Regions from separate parts of the Mus musculus genome. Here regions 2, 3, 4 and 5 are each linked to region 1. A link is a contact called in public Hi-C data. All regions are on one chromosome and are shown on one strand. The core of a region is the stretch at or near the end of the contact, and the rest is flanking DNA. Distances in the headings are between cores, read along the strand shown. Region 1 has its middle 290 kb from the start of Gm30904. Region 2 has its middle 390 kb from the start of Gm30904. Region 3 has its middle 320 kb from the start of Gm30904. Region 4 has its middle 280 kb from the start of Gm30904. Region 5 has its middle 610 kb from the start of Gm30904.

Region 1 (2,700 bases), core at 16-2,515:
GGATGGCAGCTCTTTTAAATACTTTTCTCATTACCAGGACAAAGTAAATGATCAAAGCAACTCAAGGAAAAAAATGTTTATTTAGGCTCTGAGTTTGAGGGTATAATCCATCATGGCTGGACAGTCAAGGTAGCTGGAGCTTGAGGTGACTCGTTAGATCCATGGTGAAGAAGCAGGGAAAAATGTGGATATTCAACTCAGTTTCTGATTATGCACCTGAAAATCCAGATGCACTCGCATGTATATGCTTGACTCAGTGGATACAAAGGCTAGAGGATGTTGTCCTTGGTAAACTATGATGTCGTCTATGGTATCCTCTGAGCCACAACTCAGCAGTTCACTCAGGATGGCTGGCCACTGAGCTCAGTGTATCATCTTGTCTCTGCTCCCTCAGCCCTGGAGTTACAGACACATTCTTTCATGTCCTACTCTAATGTGGATGCTGGCCATCTGAACCCAAACCCCATGCTGTCTGGTCAGCTGAACATTGCCCTCACTCATGTTACAGATTTTCAAATAATTAATTCAGTGCTCTCTCTGCAGCAATCCTAGAACATCATAAAGTCTTTATCCTAACCAAAATGCCATCATTCGTTGAATTCAATAGATTTGATGAGAGTTAAATGACACAGTAAGAAATAATAGTGCCGTTTTCTATAATATACAAGATGTAATTTTCTATCTGACATTTATAAAAAAAAAGACAATGAGAATTACTTTTACAGTCATAAAAGACAGCATAGTGTTGAATGACTTGAGAAATATTAAAACTAAATCTTTTACACACCTAATTTTTTTTCTATCTGGAACATATATTTCTCATGAATATTTGAACAAGTATGATAAATAGACATTAGAGAAAGTAAAACTTCTATTCTTTTTTTTTTTTAAACAGGAACAGGCTTAGTCTAGCACATACACATACTGGTAAATGCAAAGTCACTAAAGAAGAATCCTGGAAAAAGTCACGTCTTATCTGATCTGAGAATGGTTCCCATAAACTTGAGTTTCCCATGTTAAGAATGCAAGCAGCTCCAAAGGCAAGGCTGCTTCCTTTTGGTATTTCATAGTTTATACCAAATAAGCTTTAAACGTGCGAATGTTTCTCTTGTAACACGGTGTGCTACTGCAGAACTTACGGGGAAGAGGAGGGGACTTAGATCAAACAGATTCCATGCACTTCTGCGCGTATTCAGCTCAACAACTCAATGACTGCTGTATACACAAAGTTAAAACGGCAGAAATAAAGGCAGCTGTGCAGCAAACAAGTGAAAAAGCTTTCTGCTGCCCTCTGCTGATATTGCAGGATCTTCATGCATTCTGCAGGTGTTTATCTTGCAATGTTGGAAGAAAGATTTCCTTTGTGCCTTTGACTACATAAGATGAAAAATATCAATAATAATCATATTTCAATATATTAAATATAAAAGATGAGGACTAGTGGTTGTTTTTAAATTTCAGAATTGCTAAGGATAGTAACTCCTTGTCTTAGTTATATTTTCTGTCACTGTAGTAAAATACCCTGAGAAAAATAACTTAAAGAAGAAAGACATGAATTGGGCTAGCACTCTGAGGACACTGTCATCAGGCAGTGTGGAATACATGTCCCAGGGCTGGGAGTTTGAGTCAGTTGGTCAGATTGCATCTGCAGAGAGGAAGGAGAGAGTAATGGTTCTTCCTGCTCAGCTAGCTTCCTCCTCTCTATGTTAAGTACTCAAATGGTACCGCACTGCTTCCCTCCTACACAGGATCTCCTGGGTTCCTGGAGGTTGGCTTCTGCGTGATTCCAGAGCCTCTCAAGATGACCATCAACCCTAACTATCACATATCTTTTTCCACATTGTATTTTAGGAAAACAGAGATAGAGGCATTACTTCTTTAGAGTTCTCATACTTGCTCCTGTCTTTCTTGGGTTAGAAAGTAGGTTAATTTTCATTTATCTCTGATTAGTCAGTGCCCCCCTTTTGCCAATATTATTTGACTGTTCTCCATCCCACAGCTACATTCTTATGAAAGATAAAATGAGACACACATTCTTTTTTTTTCTCACTTAATCTTTTTTTTAATTAGGTATTTTCCTCATTTACATTTCCAATGCTATCCCAAAAGTCCCCCATACCCACCCCCCCTACTCCCCTACCCACCCACTCCCCCTTTTTGGCCCTGGCGTTCCCCTGTACTGGGGCATATAAAGTTTGCAAGTTCAATGGGCCTCTCTTCTTAAGGAAGAGAAAAATTATGTGAGTAAGAAAAGAACTTTAGTTTGCTAGGAGTTCTTAGAATGGTGAAATGAAAACACACTCTATTGGGCTGGAGAGAAAGTATAGTGGCTAAATACGTTTTTCTCTTCCATAAGACCTAACTTTAGTTCCCAAGACTTAAGTAAGGCATCTTACAGCCACCTGTAACTCCAGCTTCAAGGGATCTAATGCCCTCTGCTGGTCTCCATGGGTACTCACACACATGCCTCTGTGCCTCTAGATCTGTCTTGGTCTCTCTCCTCTCTCGCTCGCTCTCTCTCTCTCTCTCTCTCTCTCTCTCTCTTTCCCCTCTCTCTATTTCTCTCCCTCTCCCCTTCTCTCTCTCTCTCTCTCTCTCTCTCTCATAAACAAAATGAAAATAAATCTTTTTAAAAATCAAATTTTATCAATGAGAGACAATCAATGTTTAGAATCATTTACTGAATTCCATTTAGCTCAG
Region 2 (2,700 bases), core at 66-2,565, 680 kb before region 1:
ACTGGAGAGATGGCAGCTAACCAGCTCAGATTCTACCTAGGCCCAGATCTGGAGCTCTGAGTCGCCTCAATCCAACATCTATGCCATCTATGAACTGCTGGAGTGGGTGAAGGGGACAGTCCTGCACATCAAGAAATTCAGGATCTCTAGGACACAGGGCAACAACAGGATATCCAAGAGCAGTCCTAGTAAAGATCCTCAAACTAGGCCAAGACTTAATAACAGTGAACATTAGCAAGCCAAGAAGTTTGAACAGGATTTACTATGGGACACACTGTGGCATACTACAGCTTCCACAATGAGATTTTTTTCATTTAGGGTGTCTTCCATTCAGTATCCTGTCAGCCCTCCAGCTTGCCTCTCTGCTCTGGTTTCAATAAGACTAGTGATGAATGAGAGAATTTGTAGGAGGCACAGGACACCCTGTCTTTTCTCGGAACCTTAAAGAAAACATTCATACATGGACAAACAGAAAAATATACGAACTTAGTGTTCATGACAGAAATGTATTATGTAGTAACAATCTATTCATGGCTTTCTGCAATAACCTGTTAGCTCATTGCCTTTATGTACGGTAAATTCAAATAGAGATTATGCAGAAACTTACCATACAAAGATGGCAGCAAAGTTCACTGGAATTCCTCAAAGCAAAGCAGTACAAGAAGACAAGGCTTTCAATTCAATTGCATTGAAATCATTCACATTAAGCAAAATAAAATGATGATAAAATCATATTTTCTTAAAACATTTTTGGAGCAGGGAGCAAAACTCATATTAAGGAAACAACTTGCCACTTAAAGAATGTCAGCTTAAAATATTTCTCATATAGTGACTATAAAAATCTCCAGGTTTTGTAAAATGATTAACTAATATAGGGGGGAGACAGAATTATGATCTCTACTAGTTGGCAGATGATGCCCTCTTATAACTACTGTCACTCTGGCAGAAGCAATATGCTTATTTAAAAAGTATAACAGAGAATTAACCCATGTATATGTGCTCCCTTTACTTTTCTGAGTATGATAATTTTTTTTGTTCATTATAGTTGTTGGGGAAATGTTTAATGGACATCCATGTTTTGCACAGGTGGACCTGAACACCAAATATTTTTATGCTCACAAAGTTTGCAGTTTGCCAGACTGCAGCAAAACCACATTTTCATCTTAACTTTTGATGGTCTCTTTCTGTTACTGAGAATAAAGACATTCTTCTTAAGTTTTTACCAAAGCAGCTGTCTCTGATGGTACAGGGCCATCAAGAAATCTCACAAGCAAATGCCAAGAACGTCACAAGATGAGAGTCATCTTTTCCCTTAACATTTTTGGAAGACTTTCTTCATATCTATAAAATACCATCTCATAGAGAATGCAAATGCAGTGCCTCTAGAAGTGGCTTTTTACTCTCAAAATACGAAAAACAAGCAAGGGAATGTCACAATGGATTACTTTTGAAACTTGGTAATGTAATCCTATTTCACACACACACACACACACACACACACACACACATATACACACGATGAAGTTTCAGGACATAGAAATATGAAATAAATGGATAGGCATATTGCCTAGTAGGGAGAATGTTTGCCTAGTGCACAGGAAGCCACTATTTTGGTATCCAGCATTGGGTGTGGTAGATGTGCCTATAATGCCAGCACCTGGGAGGTGAAGACCGAGGGAGCAGACCTTTAAAATCAAGTTTAACTATATAGTAGACTTGAAGAAAACCTGGGATACATGGGACTCTGTCTCAAAGAAAATCAATAAAGTACAAATTAAGGTTCACTTATCAACTAAAACATATCCCATGAAAAGAGTTTCTTTTTGTAAAAATTATGTTAGACATTCAAATTTAATCTCTCTCTCTCTTTCTGTCTCTCTCTCTTTCTCTGTCTCTCTCTCTCTCTGTGTCTCTCTCTGTCTCTGTCTCTCTGTCTCTCTCTCTGTCTCTGTCTCTGTCTCTCTCTCTCTCTCTCTCAATGCTAGCAAAGATGACTATTATGCTGCTTTATAAGAAACATGATTTGGCCTCTGAAGTGTGTGACAACAGTGATTGTTGCATCGCTCCAACATGTACTGACTTGTTCAGCATAGAGTTAAAAAAAGAAACTTTTGCATACACTATGTCTTTGGCTTCAAAATCCATTTTCTAACCTTTGAAATTTCAGTAAAAATGTTCTCTCTCCTGTGTGCTGTCAGGGAAACCTCTCAGCAGTCACATTTCTAGCTTCTGGTTCTGCTTCTGTGACAGGGTCTCCTTGATTGAAGCTCTTTAACCAGATCAGAAGGCAGACCCCTGAGCCTCTGTGATCGTTTGCTTAGTGACCCCCTCAGAGAAGGGCAATGAATTGCTTGTTACTTTTCAAGTTTCTCAGAGATGGAGAGAATTTTATAAGCTCTCAGGAGATTGTTTTAAATGGGGTTGTTTTTAATTCACTGAAAATGGTCTGTGGAAGATGACTTCTACATAATTGTACCCATGGTGGCTAACTAGTATGTGTCTTTTTATGAAGTAAAGAGTTCATGTGCACACAGCTAGGAAGCACCTATGCATTATAGATGTGGTTACCAATGTTTGAAAGTGTTACCGAAAATAGGGACAAATTACATGGAAATGATGTCGTGTCAAGTGTAATCCTATCATTTATTTTAAGAAGGGTGGACCATGTTCATTATACTGAATCACTGCTGGAATGAACAT
Region 3 (2,700 bases), core at 121-2,620, 610 kb before region 1:
CGAAAGCATTTTGTCCAGTTCTAAATGGTGTCAGTACACATCAGTAGAATAAATGTGCTTAAATAACAGACTGAATGAAGTACCTATAGTGGGCTCAATATAAAAAAAGGACCACCCCCTAAAAATGGGGAAGCAGAATCTTGTTTGCCAAGCTTGGATAATGTCACTAAAGGAAGACAGGTGTGCATGAGTTAGAAGTGAGACTCAAGGAAGAGAATAGATTTGTGGGCCAAGGACAGCATTAGAGTTTTAGGTTTCTTTCCATTCCCACCATTCCCTTTAATCATATTAACACATGTCTCATATGACACATGGTGACAGTGAAGTTATAAGAGACTGAGTCTGTGTTAGCTCAGGTACTATTACCAACCTGAGCAGCATAATCAGGATTTGGAGCCATTGTTGCTGGATTTCAAAATTCTTAACATTTTAGGAAAATGGTTAAATAAATTATGCATATTTTCTACTTAGAGAATTAGTAAAAATTCCCTATGACCTTAGGATAGGGTATATTATCAGCATTAAATATGAACATTTTGAATTATAAAAATGTATTACAATATGATGTAAATTATGCAAATTATTATCATTATGGACACCTTTTCAGTGTGATTACCATTGTGGAAAAGTAAGATTTTTCCTAACTTTCAGGTTGGTTTCAGATTGCAATGACAAGTTCAAGCTGCATTGATTGGTAAATAGAAATACTGAGGTTAGTAACATATGTTGTCAAAAAATGATGACATTTTTATTTTCACCAGAAATTTTGTGCGAAATCTGTGGTATTAATGTGCTACGTAATAGCCTGTTAGTGTTTTCATGTTTAAAGTACCTGATATCAATGTCTTCTGAGCATTCATTTGGTGGTGAACTTTGAAATAAAAATAAAATCTGAAAATAGGATCGAACACATAAAACAGAACAATGCTACTATAGCAATGGCCTCAGTATAACAGTACAGTCTGCCAAACTTATGAGACACTCTGAAATACAGAGACAACTTTGGGGAAATTGGCATTATTTGAATGAGTAAAGCTTCTGTTTACAAAAATCTTCCTATGCCGAGGCAAAGATAATGAAAATTATATAGGGCCAAAGCTCATGAATTATAGCATCATAGAACTGTGGTCGTCAAAGTTCCAGGTGCTCCCACACTCTTAAATACTGAGGCAGGTTGTAAACTTGGTCATGAGGATTATGGAGACGACACGGTGGATAGAGGTTTCGCCATGCAGGAAGACTGAGCTTCGGAACTCTAGAACCCACTTAACAGCTATGTAGTTGTGGTGGCTACCTATAATTTCACTGAAGAAGCAAAGACAGAAGATGTCTGGTTACCTAGGCAACCGGGTTCCGGATGAGATTGTGCCTGAGTATAAAGTGGAGCACGATCCAAGAAGATGCCTAGTATTAACGTCAGCCTCCACAGGTATGTGCACACGTGAGCAAATATGAGTACACACACACACACACACACATGCACATACACACATGCACACACACACATGCATATACAGAACACATGAAAAACTACATGAATGAAAAGGTCTTGTGTTAACTGTTTTTACATGACCATAGTTTTTCCAGTCCCTGTTGTCTTATAATAAAATCCCCAGACAGGAGGAAGGATGTTATAAATATTGTGGATACTTCTAACTAAGCAGTGAAAAGAAGGCAGCACTGTTAGAGGTAGAATGCTGAATACTGGCCACGCCTCCGAGACTTCATCTGCATACAGAACCCCCATCATCAGTGTTCTGAACAATCATGGATGCGCTAAGAAATTCCCACGACCTAGCCCTGTTTTCCAGAGCCCTTTGCAGTATCCTAACTTTAGCATTGGAAGCAGCTTTTCTTCTGTCTCTTCTTGCTATTGGAGGGATAGACAGGCGTGTTGGTATAGATGTCATCCCTTGCATTCTGGGGAAATAGAACAGCTAATTAATAATCCAAATTAGCATAATCCCCGGTTTCTGCTCCTAACAGTCAGCAGGGATAGGTTTTGAATTTAGAGAAGAATTCAAAGAATTTTGACACTGTACAGCAGTGACCCTACAGTCATTAATCAAGATGCTCAGGTTTTACTGACATGGGTACATGACAAAGTTATACATGGCTTACCACTGGCTGCCTAGCAATTGCAATTTTATCTGAAACTGAAAAAAATGCCTTTAATTAACCATGTTGTAGCACTGTCTGCATCTTAGCACTTGGAGTGTGTGCTGACAAGGAACTGGGCAGCTTACCAGTATAGAAAAAGTCCATAATGTAACAGATAAAAGGGTTAGGAAATAACATAATAAACTTCTGAGCCAACAAGCAGGAGGACTGAGTTATGTGAGAACTCACATGTGTAATGCAGTGCATTTGAAATCTAGTACTGGGGAGGCAGAGACACATAGATCCCTGGTACTTGGTATTCAACTCATCTAACCTACTCAGAAAGTTCCAGGCCACTGAGACCATGTTTCAAAAAAGATAATCTCAAGAATACAGAATACACCCAAATCAATCTTTGAGCCTTCATATGTGTGTACCCATCCTATGTGAACATACACATACATGCTCATAGGTACACACAGACACAAAAAGTGACAAAAAAAGACCATTGCTGTGCACTTTATATCTACTGTGAACAGACACCATGACTACCTGTGTGCTGCCATGCTTTCTGCCGTGGTGATAATGGAATGACTCTCT
Region 4 (2,700 bases), core at 27-2,526, 580 kb before region 1:
TTTCTTCCCCTTTTGTGGGAAGAGGTTATTTGACTGCACTTATCAGATATAAACAGTTTCTCTATATCATCTTAGGTAACTCTTGCAACAACTGTGAGTAAGATACCATTGTTTTACCAATGTAGGGAAAAACATCAATGTTGTGACTTTACTATTGCCCAAGAACACATAGCTAGCAGTGAAGCCAAAACCCAAGTCAGGCAATCTAAGCCTAGTTCCTCTGGCTTCTGATTGGCTTAATTACGGTTTCTTATATACCCCAATTGTTAAAATGCACATTCTACCTAAATAATTTTAATTCAATATAATAAAAAATTAACAAAAAGGTACGAATCATTCTACAGTATGGGTAATTATTAACTTTTTCTTTGATTCCAAGATGAAAGGCTCAGTTGAAATTTCTAATTCTATTTCTTACCTAATGGCCACCAATAAAACTCACAGTTAACACAAGATAGAACCAGTAGTTAATCCTATTCTGATGCCACTATGAAGCATTAGTTCATCCTCTCAAATTAAGTCCTGTTTAAACTTGTATAAGGCCCAGCAGGCCTTCATACAGGCAGGTATTTTTTTGCATGCTTTTAAATAAGGACAAAAAAATTCCAGTATCTTTGGTCAGCAGAGATTCTTCAAACTACCTTGAAGCAAGAGTACATGAGTCATACTCCTAGTAACTATGTAAAAAGCTGAACATCGTATAATCACACCACTGCTAAGAGACACAAGAGGATTTTTAGGACTCACAGGCACAACAGCGAACCATGTGATTCCCCACATCCCAGTGATAAACTGTTTCAATATAATCAAGCAAGCAAGCAAACAAATTAGATAGTCAACACCTGAGGAAGACAGACAGCTAGACTCAATATGCATGTATGTATGTATGCATGTGTCATCACAGACTTATAAACATATACATACAAGTTTTTGAGCCAGGAATTATAGTTGTCTCATTTTTTATAATAATGAAGGATACCTCAGACATTTGTTCAACCATCAAACATTCTTCTACATGCTAAGAATAAATTTCATCACAGATAAAAAGAATAGAAGTAGAATTCTTGAGACAACTCAAAGATATATATTTGTGACAATGAGATAGAATCTTTACTCAACGTTTGTGACACAGTTTTCAATATAATTTTCCCTGTGCCCTCTAGGATGCTCCAATGGCATGATAAACACACATTCTTTCTATCATATTTATCTCATTACACTGGCTTCATAAGAGCTGGGCCAGCTGGCATTCAACTAAAAGATACTTGGTCTCCATTTCTCACTTCTTGATTTTGAAACACTGCCAAGATTCTTTACACTCTTCAAGTTCTATTTTCATAATTTACAAGAGAGAGAGGAATAGTTGCTAGCTTATATTGCTTAAATATTCAAAGAGCCTGGTAGCTAAAATGTTTGCTTTAGTGAATTACTGTAGCTTCTGAGTGAAAATCATTATTCTTATGAGTAGCCCCAGTACCTCTTATAATATTATGCATTGAAAGACTCAAAATTAATATAGGGAAATATAATCTTTCAGCTAAAAACAAGAAAACAGGGGCTGCAGACATGACTTTGTCAGTACAGTGATTGTTGCACAAGTGTGGGGACCAGAGTTGAAGCCCTTGTGCCTTATAAAGACCAGGCATGTGTTAGACATCTTCAATTCCAGTACTAGGAGAGCTGAGACAGAGGCATCCCAGGGACCCAGTGACTGCCAGCCAGCCAAGTCAAACCAGCAAGCTCCAAATGTACTGAGAGATCCTGTCTCTAAAAATAAAGTATGGGAAATCAATTGAGGAAGACCATGTCAGCCTCAGGCTTCAATAGACATCTACATAAATGCACCCATATACATGTGCACAGACACACACACACACACACACACACACACACACACACACACACACAGGTTTACATACATGCAAAATTACAATAAACTCTAAGATTAGAACCAGGATTTTGTACTAACTTGAAGTTTCCTCACTTTTGGAAAGCACCAACAAAACTAATCATGATACTTGACTTAGTGCTTCATTGTTTAAAATTAAGGCACAAAGTAAATATATAAGGTGGTGGCAACTTAAACAGTCTATGTTTCCTTCTACCTATAAGAAGTTTCAAATAAGTGTCTCCCTTAGCCAAAAAATTAACCAATAGTAGAGTCTTTGAATTCAATCATTTCCATTTGTTCAGAAGATGTTTATCAAAGGTTTCACAGAATAGTTTTGTTAGTTTCTACCCCTCTTCTTCCTAAATCAATAACTAAGAATATACCTAGTTAACTCAGTGTTTTGTGCTGCTAATTAAGATACACACAGGGACTGCATTCCGACTAAAACTATTATGTCGCTCCAGTACTAAAATTACATTTCATCAGTCAACTACAATTGAAAATCAAGTCACAAATGACTCAATAATTAAACACCACTAAATGACTTTAATGTTAGTGCTACACGCAGCATTCATTTTGATAAATCATAAATATTTAATTTTATTAAATTATCTAGGCCCTTACTTTAACTCAAATCTGCAGGCACGTGCTGATTGAGCTTGAGCTCTTTGAACAGTTCTCAACCTGTGGGTCATGACCCCTCTAGGGTCACATATCAGGTATCTTAGACATGAGTATTTACTTTATGATTCATAACAGAAGCAACATCACCATTAATGAGTAGAACAGAGTAATTTCATGGTTGGGAA
Region 5 (2,700 bases), core at 14-2,513, 900 kb before region 1:
ACCTGGCAGCCAGGCCTATTTTCATATGTTAAATAGTCACTTGAGCCATTTGCCCAAGGGTGAGGGTTTGAGACTTACAGTCTGGGGCTCACTAGGGTAAAATGGCTGGCCAGTGGGGCTCCGGCTCATACAGTTAAATCACATTGCATTCATTTTCTCTCTGTGTGTCTCAGTAAACTTCAGATCCATATCAAAACAGCTCCTTCTGTCTTTGGAGAATCATGCATGCCAGGCTCTGGTCCCACTTTGCTCTTTTTTCCCCCTCCCCATAGGCTGCTGTGTCTCATTTTGTAAGTCTCACTACCTCTGAAATCCCTCTGTCGTACAGGATAGCCTCAAATTCCAAGATCCATCTGTCTCTGCCAACCAAATGCTAGTAACAAAATTGTGCACAACCATAGCAGGCCCTTCTTTAATTTTAAAACATCATTTAACACCTAACTCTATGACTCCTACTTTTAAAAACGGAACAATAGAATTAAGGTTCATGAGTTTATTTTTAGCAAAGAAGAGATGCACAGACAAAGGAGACAAAAACACAAATGTGGGAATGTTTCCTTCAGGGCCAGCAAGACAGTCTATTCCATGGGGAAAGGCACTTTCTGCCAAACATGAGTTCCTATGGTCAATCACAAGGACCCACATGGTAGAAGGAGAGAAAAAGATTCCTCATATTTTTGTTCTGACCACATGAGCTCTGTGGTGGTACAAGCGCATCTCTCTCTCTCTCTCTCTCACACACACACACACACACACACACACACACGCACACACACATACACTTGCATGCACATGCACACACACTTTAAAAAAAAAATTCCTGCTTGGTATTCTCACAAGTAAAATTCTGACTTTCTTTTTATCCGATGGGCATGTTTGGAGTAATTAGAACATCTGCTCCCTGAAACTTTCACTATCAACTTCATAATAAGGCAATTTTTTTCAGTCTAGTAGCTGATGGGTGAAAAGAGCAATACTTTCATAACATAACGACGAGTACACTCTCCTTTCCTAATAAAACAGAGCACAAGCCATGCTATGAAAAACAGGACATGGGAAGGACACTGGTCCTCAACCAAAAACTCTAGGAAGATGCCACAAGGTAGCCTTTCCAAATGAGAAGCTCTGGCTCTCAGATGAGGTTTTTCAGAAGAGAATTCCAGGGTCTTGACTTTTCCCTGCCTCTACAGTGTAGTTCTGTACGATGCAGTTTAATACAGCACCAACTTCCTATGAACGGATCAGAAGCAGTTTTGAAAGTCAAATGTGCCAGGGGAGTGCTTCCTGTGCAGGGTGACAGCCATTATCCGCCCTCCTGCCTCCTCTTTAAGGCTTTCAGATACAGCAGCAATTCCATAAAGTCTTTCTATTCATCTCTGGCACGTCTATCTCTTGTCTCATTATAATTTCACTTATTTCTATAAAAGAAACTTGACAGCTACAGAACATTTGAGGGAAGAGAGGAAGGCGGGTGGTATGCGGGGGAGGAAAGAAGCAGGCAGCGAGAGGGGGGGAAGCAATCTGCACGTGGCTGTAAGTCCTCAGAGAACCCCTTTGGGTGACACCTTCAGAAAGGACTGCATAACAGCCATATGGCAGCATGGTCCCTTGGCATTATTTGCAGTTGCCTAGAGGCTTCTGGGTAAATGGGATAAAGTCCCTGCCACTAGCATAACAAAGGGGAAGCTCCCCCCACCCACCCCCACCCCAGCAACAGTATACACAGCTTCCTACAGTTATCCTGAGCAGGGATTCTGGCACCTGTAACTCCATCTGTGTACATTAAAAGTTATATGTGCGTATTTGAAGCGGCAAGTTCTTGCTAAGTTGTGCATCCATTTCTTTCCTAATTCTAAAAAGAAAAATTTTAAATGAAGCAAAGGAGGCTGTCAGCTCTAAGTCTTTGCTCCCATCATACTTACATGCTAATCCCCAGCGTGATGCTTTCTGGAGATAGGCTCTTGGGAGTTAAAAAGGTCATGAAGCTAGAGTCCTCTTGAGGGGAATTGCTACCCTGGTAAAAGGCAAAATAAAAACTTTGCTATTTATGCTCAGAGCACAAAAGAAACAAGAAGCATCCAACATCCTTTAACACAGCAGCAACTCTTACTAAGAACCCAACTGCACAGGCACCCTAATGTCAGACCTGTAGTCCCAGCTATGAGAAATAATCTCTATCCCATTAATTCTCTTGGTCTATGATGCTTTGTTATAGTAACATAAACTGACTAGAGAAACTCTCTATAACTTTTACATAACTGCATCCCTCTAAATATGAATTCCTAGCATACCCACATCCTTAAGCAACACCTCATAGAAACAAGAAAAAAAATAATAAGATTTTCATGCATGCATGTGTGTTTATGTCTATATATGTTCAGAGATACACATGTGTGAACAAATTCACATACATCTGAGCATGGGCGTGTGGAGACTAGTAGACAACCTCTGTGTTATTTCTTATGTGCATCCCACTACTTTGAGACAGATTTACTTACTGACTTTGGTTGCATGGGCAGGCTTGTAAATTTAGCCATCCCTGTGTCCACCTTCCCATTGCTGGATGATAAGCCGCTATGCTAGGCTAAGCTCTCTCACACTACTGCTTAGAATCCAACCAACCCTCCATGCTTAAAGGCAAGCACTTTACCAACTAGTCATTTCCTTAGTCCCAAGTCTTTCAATTTTGATAATATAACC

The links. A called contact is a pair of places that touch in the nucleus more often than the background predicts.
Region 2: a contact with region 1 is called in a Hi-C map of cortical neurons, with 4 times the contacts expected there. The contact joins two enhancer-like sites. A contact is called at or near these places in 3 of 484 Hi-C or Micro-C datasets (cerebral cortex and cortical neurons).
Region 3: a contact with region 1 is called in a Hi-C map of cortical neurons, with 3 times the contacts expected there. The contact joins two enhancer-like sites. A contact is called at or near these places in 4 of 484 Hi-C or Micro-C datasets (cerebral cortex, cortical neurons and forebrain) and 1 of 115 datasets of contacts at active chromatin or transcription factors (neural progenitor cells).
Region 4: a contact with region 1 is called in a Hi-C map of cortical neurons, with 3 times the contacts expected there. The contact joins two enhancer-like sites. A contact is called at or near these places in 3 of 484 Hi-C or Micro-C datasets (cortical neurons and embryonic stem cells).
Region 5: a contact with region 1 is called in a Hi-C map of forebrain, with 5 times the contacts expected there. The contact joins two enhancer-like sites. A contact is called at or near these places in 3 of 484 Hi-C or Micro-C datasets (cerebral cortex, cortical neurons and forebrain) and 1 of 115 datasets of contacts at active chromatin or transcription factors (neural progenitor cells).

What each region holds. Positions count from the first base shown.
Region 1 is chr2:8,637,051-8,639,750 of GRCm38.p6, forward strand. No RefSeq gene overlaps it. Among named protein-coding and RNA genes, the nearest start is that of Gm30904, 290 kb to the left of the region's middle. Within about 2 kb of position 1,266, at least 5 of the 459 cell types and tissues checked have an H3K27ac peak or open chromatin away from gene starts, as enhancers often do. A contact at or near this core is called in cortical neurons and forebrain, where this site is marked.
Region 2 is chr2:7,953,141-7,955,840 of GRCm38.p6, forward strand. No RefSeq gene overlaps it. Among named protein-coding and RNA genes, the nearest start is that of Gm30904, 390 kb to the right of the region's middle. Within about 2 kb of position 1,316, at least 4 of the 459 cell types and tissues checked have an H3K27ac peak or open chromatin away from gene starts, as enhancers often do. A contact at or near this core is called in cortical neurons, where this site is marked.
Region 3 is chr2:8,025,526-8,028,225 of GRCm38.p6, forward strand. No RefSeq gene overlaps it. Among named protein-coding and RNA genes, the nearest start is that of Gm30904, 320 kb to the right of the region's middle. Within about 2 kb of position 1,371, at least 6 of the 459 cell types and tissues checked have an H3K27ac peak or open chromatin away from gene starts, as enhancers often do. A contact at or near this core is called in cortical neurons and forebrain, where this site is marked.
Region 4 is chr2:8,060,610-8,063,309 of GRCm38.p6, forward strand. No RefSeq gene overlaps it. Among named protein-coding and RNA genes, the nearest start is that of Gm30904, 280 kb to the right of the region's middle. Within about 2 kb of position 1,277, at least 2 of the 459 cell types and tissues checked have an H3K27ac peak or open chromatin away from gene starts, as enhancers often do. A contact at or near this core is called in cortical neurons, where this site is marked.
Region 5 is chr2:7,733,023-7,735,722 of GRCm38.p6, forward strand. No RefSeq gene overlaps it. Among named protein-coding and RNA genes, the nearest start is that of Gm30904, 610 kb to the right of the region's middle. Within about 2 kb of position 1,264, at least 21 of the 459 cell types and tissues checked have an H3K27ac peak or open chromatin away from gene starts, as enhancers often do. A contact at or near this core is called in cortical neurons and forebrain, where this site is marked.